2 separate regions of the Xenopus laevis genome follow, and region 2 is linked to region 1. A link is a contact called in public Hi-C data. All regions are on one chromosome and are shown on one strand. The core of a region is the stretch at or near the end of the contact, and the rest is flanking DNA. Distances in the headings are between cores, read along the strand shown.

Region 1 (2,950 bases), core at 185-2,684:
CGGAAAAAACTCGATAAAATCGGGCAAAAACTTGAATTGCTCAAATTTTTCTGTTTTTTTCCCAACTGCTCAATTTTTTCAAGTTTTTGCCCTAAACTCCAAAAAGTTCGGATTTTCAGTTACACCTACTGACGACCACCATAACTTAAATTCAGAATAGGTGCCTCTCCCATTGACTTATACAGGATATAATAAATCTTTGAAATAAAAATTCTCAAAGAATGTGTTTTGCCCCAAAAAGCCCAACCAGAAAAATTTGAGGTTTAAAAACTATGAATACAAAAATCACGGAAAAATTTTTTGACCAAAAAAAATCAGATTTTTTGAGAATTGATTGTACCCCGAGCCTGAAAAAAGTCTGAATCCTAAAATCCGCCATCACCAATCTGTCAGTCCTGTAGAAGTCAATGGCAAACATCTTATTTCAATGGCATGGTCCACGCGGAGTTTCTGGCAAAAATCTGATTTTTTTTTAAATTTATGAGTAATAAAAAGTAGCACTAACATACATTTTTAGTCTTACAGAGCATTTGCTTTTTAGATGGGATCAGTGACCCCCATTTGAAAGGTGGAAAACCTCAGAAGAAGAAAGCAAGTAATTAAAAAAAATTATAAAAAAAATTGGAAAGCTGCTTAAAATGGGCAATTCTCTAGCATGTTAAAAGCTAACTTAAAGATGAACCACCCCTTTAAAACAAAGCTAGGGGGCATCAATGCGAGTGTCCACATGTAACCGACTGCCTGCTGCTTATGAATACAGTGCTGCCAAATTCCTTTTAAAGTAGGGGTAGTTCCATGCCTTTTGAGCACAAACCCATTTTGCCCTTTGCTTAGTAAATAAGGACCCTAGCATTGTTTAGTTTGCACCTACTTCAATCAATATGCTGCATGCACATGATGTTTAGATGAGCAGGTTGCATATACTTCTGATTTCAATCTATTTTGTCCAAAATTTCCATGTTTTTGCAACCAGAAGCCTTTTTTTTCTGCTCAGTGTAATGTACAGTGGCAAACAGTGAGTAATTGCACAGCTGAGCCCTAGCACAAGCGTTGTGTGTAATGTATACACAATTCCCTGTCCTGATAAGCTGGCTAGACAATTGCTGCAGCTAGAGGGAAGACAGGTGTACAACATATAATTCAAATGCTACCCAGAGCTTCAAAGGGAGGCCTGGCCAATTTCTGTCCCTTGTACATTTCTCCCTGTACAGGTATTTCTCTGGGTGGCATTTAATCAGTGCAGATCAAGGGTTGCTGTTCCAATGCCCTGAGGGGAGTGCTTATAGTACAATATGCTGAGATTGAAATCAAGTTTCAGGTAGCGAGTACCAAAACTGCCTTGAAGCCAGAAACGGACAGGACACGGACAGGACAAAATCTAAGTCTTTCTGCCCTCCCTCCTCCATGTCAGACCCCTAGTGAGACTATTTACTGTTCACAAGACAACAAAAACACATACTAAAGAGGCGGAACGCTGAAAGAAAACATTTAACAAAAACAACACAGAAACCATCACTTCTCCAAACCACAGGGGGGCTTTGTTTTAAGGATGGGCTGCTCTGCATTCCTGTTTGGCAATGAGGGGGCACGGCTGAGACTACCGAAAAAATAACAACCTTCCCAGGGTGCAAGGAAGTTCCATCCAACCTGGCATTCACTTATCTTACCATGCAGGATATCCTTTATAAAGACATGATCACCAGTAGGTAAATTAAAGACCAGCCTTGGAATGAACATGTAGAGATGCACAATTGTGCTGGAGTCTTATGGACAAGGGGGTGGCCTGGGACAATGAAGTTCAGCTGTGACCCCGACCAGAGTTACATAAACTACATAAAATATTCAACCTGGAACCCCCTAGGTAAAAACTTTATTTCCAGCACCCACCCACTTTTTCTATCCAAATTTCACCTACAGAGTTTGGGAATTACAATTCATCCATAAGGTTAGATGGATGTCAAATATATTTTTCAGGTTAGTACATATACAGGTATGGGACCTGTTATGCTGAATGCTCTGGGCCTGGGGTTTTCCAGATAACGGATCTTTCCATAATATGGATCTACCTCAAGTTTACTAGAAAATCCTTTAAACATTAAATAAACCCAATAGAATTGTTTTTACCTCCAATGAGGATGAATTATATCTTAGGTTGGATCAAGTACAAGCTACTGTTTTATCATTGCAGAGAAATCATTTTTAGTGATGGCCGAATAAATTCGCCAGGTGCGAATTCACAATGAATTTTGTGTTTCGCTGCCGGCGAATAAATTTATGAAACTTCGGGGGAAATTTGCCAGTGAAAATTCACCATTTTCAAAAAAAATTTGGATGTGTGTCGGAATAGTTACTAGTGTCAGAACTGTCACGCGTCAACATTATTTGGACGCCCATTGACTTTATTGTGGGCGTCAAAATTGACATAGGCGTCAAAATTCATGTTTAGTGAATTTTTTGCCGTTTCGCAAATCTCGCGGGACATGGGACACATTTGCCCATCACTAATCATGTTTAAAAATTGTAATTATTTGAAAAATATGGAGTCTATGGGAGACGTCCTTCCTGTAATTCGGAGCTGTAATTTCCGGAAAGCTTATCCCATACATTTACTTATTATACTAAAAAATGTAACATTACTTAAATTATCCCTTTGCAGCAAATTGGGGAAAAAAAATCTTTTCTCTTGAATTCCTCTGAATGGTTCCAAAATAAATGGTTCCAAAATAAACACAAAAACGTTTAATTTTCACTAATCTAAATTTTTTTTGTCTTGAAAACGGCCTTCCCTGAGAGATGGGGACTATTCCTGACCCTAAATTATTATTTACAGTTTCATTAAATCCATAATTTTAGAAGCATCCTTATATCAAACTGAATACAAACCATAATTTGCATATTAAAATTGCAGCAAAATCAAAACAATTGTCCTCATTAAAAACATCACCTTCAG
Region 2 (2,950 bases), core at 136-2,635, 210 kb before region 1:
TGAAATCCTTCGACTTCGAATATCGAAGTCGAAGGATTTAGCGCAAATTCTGCGATCGTACGATCGAAGGATTATTCCTTCGATCGAACGATTAAATCCTTCGATTCGAAGGATTTTAATCCAACGATCGAAGGAATATCCTTCGATCAAAAAAACGTAGGAAAGCCTATGGGGACCTTCCCCATAGGCTAACATTGACTTCGGTAGCTTTTAGCTGCCGAACTAGGGGGTCGAAGTTTTTTTTAAAGAGACAGTACTTCGACTATCGAATGGTCGAATAGTCGAACGATTTTTACTTCAAATCCTTCGATTCGAAGTCGTAGTCGAAGGTCGAAGTAGCCCATTCGATGGTCGAAGTAGCCCAAAAAATACTTCGAAATTCGAAGTTTTTTTACTTCGAATCCTTCACTCGAATTTAGTGAATCAGCCCCTAATAAATGTGTAAAACCGTTAAACTATTTCCTGACAGTCAAAACATGCTAATATTCATATTTGTGGGAATCCTTCAGGATTTCTCACATCAAAGTTTAGTAAATGTTATTGTTTCAGAAAAAATTGATATGGTATCTAAGTAACATGTCACTATTATAGTGACAGCAAAATTGTATTTTTCTTTTTCAAATGCAGAATTCAACCCAGTTTTCATAACCTGAACAGCTGGTTCTGTTTACAGCAAGGCAACTGTTCCAGAGAGCATGCAATTTTATTTATTAGCATTTTTGTTCTATACTATTCTTCAAGTAACATTCCATTAGCTTCATAAATTACTCCTTAAAAAGTTTTTAAAGATCCAAAATGAATCATCTGTACTCCCTAACCCAACTATGTTTTCCATTGTGCAACCACAGTGATATTGAAATTCAACTGAAGCAAAACTCAAAGGAAGACACTGATATGAGGGGGGGTGAGACACCAGGACAGAATAAAAGATGAGTCCAGAGATAGTGACCATCTCACCTGTGGAATTCGTTGGGATAAATCAGTGAAAGCTGAAGGGTGAAAAGCAAAGTTTGTGATAAAGCTAAGAGTAGAATCATTGGCTTCCCTAGTTGGGAAAAATAGAAAATTGATATAGAATAGCCAGAACATATCAGGTTAAAGATACTAAGTGAATTTGAAAATATGAATAAAAAGACTGCAGAGGTGAACATTGGGGTACATTTGAATGAATCAGTTTCTTTCCTTCCTTTAATTTACTACATTTTAAACCACTATTCCATATGCATTGCATATACAACTTGTGTTCCATGATTGCAAAATATTTGTGCAATAGGCAAAAACTTATGGATATGTCAGTCCATTGTTTAGCATATTGTTATCCAGGGTGAGACTGGGGGTCCCCCACTGCCAATCACGTTTCTCTGGCGGATGCAGCAGGAAGGAGCTTCCAAATCGTGGATCTGGGCCGGGTGCCCAGCGGGTTTCCTCCCGGTGTCCCGTCGGCCCAGTCTGACCCTCTTGTTGTTCAACATTGAGAATAAATCTATAACCTATACTCACACACATGGAATATATAAATGATATATCAATTTAATGTATGCAGTTGATTTTTATTCATATTTTCCTTAGTATGAATCAGAAAACAGGTTTTATCACTAGTGATGGGCGAATTTATTCGCCTGGCGCGAATTCGTGGCGAATTCGCGGTGAATAAATTTGCGAAACGCCCGCGAAAAAAAACGGACGCCGGCGCCATTTAGCGTATTTTTCGCCGTTTTGCAAATTTCGTGCGAATCTTCCGGCGAAGCGAAACAGCGCAAATTCGCCCATCACTATTTATCACCATATAATTATATTTTCATGTAAAGTTAAATGTTATAAATAACGTAGATATTTCTTGTGGAATTGAAATGCCCTGAGACGGTTTACAGCAGTACCCTGAAGGGTATTTTAAAACTACAGCCAAATGGTCAAATGTTGTCCGAGACATCATCATTGCTTCAAAGTACATAAATTGAAACTTCTTGGCCCCAATTACCATATAACATGGCATTCACCGTTTATACCTTCCTCAGTGCAAAACTTACAACCTCTAGTACCTGACAGAAAATGTTGTGCTTCATTGTTGTATCAACTACACTTGAATTCTGGAAATAAATGTTGCATTGCATGAAAACACATGCAAAACATACACAATTTCTTTTAAATTTTCAGACTTCAAAAACGATCCATTTTGTCTGTACGGGTACTACTACTTGCATGTCTGCAAATGCAACCCAACATTTATGGGGTTATTTACTAAAACTTGTGTTTTTCTCATATTTTACCAGAAACAAACCCAACTTAACTCCCATCCACGAATTTGGCTAATTTAATTAATAATTAACTAAAAAAAAAAAAATCAGATAATAAAAAAAAACTTGAACAATTTGAGTTTTAATGAATACCTAAAATTCTTTTTGAGTTTAGGCTTAAAATTTTAATTTACCGAGTTTTCGAGCGAAAATCAGAGTCAATCACCCCAAAACACCCGAAAATCATGGAGGCAAAAACAATTCTTCAAATGGTTAAATGGATCTCTGCCATTGACTTTTACATGAATTCAACAGCTTTAGCTGGAGTAATTTCGGATTTGGATTTTGTGTTGCTTTGGCGCAAAACAATGAAAAAAACCTCTAATTTTTAAAGAAAACAAAACTCAACCTTTAATAATCACAGCAGAGACCTTTCTGCCTTCAAAATATGACAATATATATTTACCTTGAGCTTTGGCAAATCTAATAGGTGTTTTTACACTTCTACCAGTCACTAACATAAAGCATGGTAGTGTCATTTAAAAAAACAAATTGCATAAATATTTTAGCGTCTGAAGGAATTATTTACCTTTATCACAGCTGTCTCCTGTATAACCACTGTTGCATTCACAATATGCTTTTCCTAACCCCGAAAGCCTGCACTTTCCATGTTTACATTTAATGGATTGGCAGGGATTGGGCTGATCTTCAGCTTC

What was found. Hi-C and Micro-C count contacts between places; a contact is called where the count stands out from the background.
Region 2: a Hi-C map of the XL177 cell line shows a contact between it and region 1, with 3 times the contacts expected there. A contact is called at or near these places in 2 of 4 Hi-C or Micro-C datasets (the XL177 cell line and the XTC cell line).

What each region holds. Positions count from the first base shown.
Region 1 is chr1L:31,476,430-31,479,379 of Xenopus_laevis_v10.1, reverse strand. No RefSeq gene overlaps it. Among protein-coding and RNA genes, the nearest start is that of LOC108698051, 14 kb to the left of the region's middle.
Region 2 is chr1L:31,685,351-31,688,300 of Xenopus_laevis_v10.1, reverse strand. It overlaps LOC108698051 (slit homolog 2 protein), which reads right to left. Exons shown (of 41, transcript XM_041588218.1): 39 at 2,824-2,950; 40 at 958-1,045. Among protein-coding and RNA genes, the nearest start is that of pacrgl.L, 22 kb to the left of the region's middle.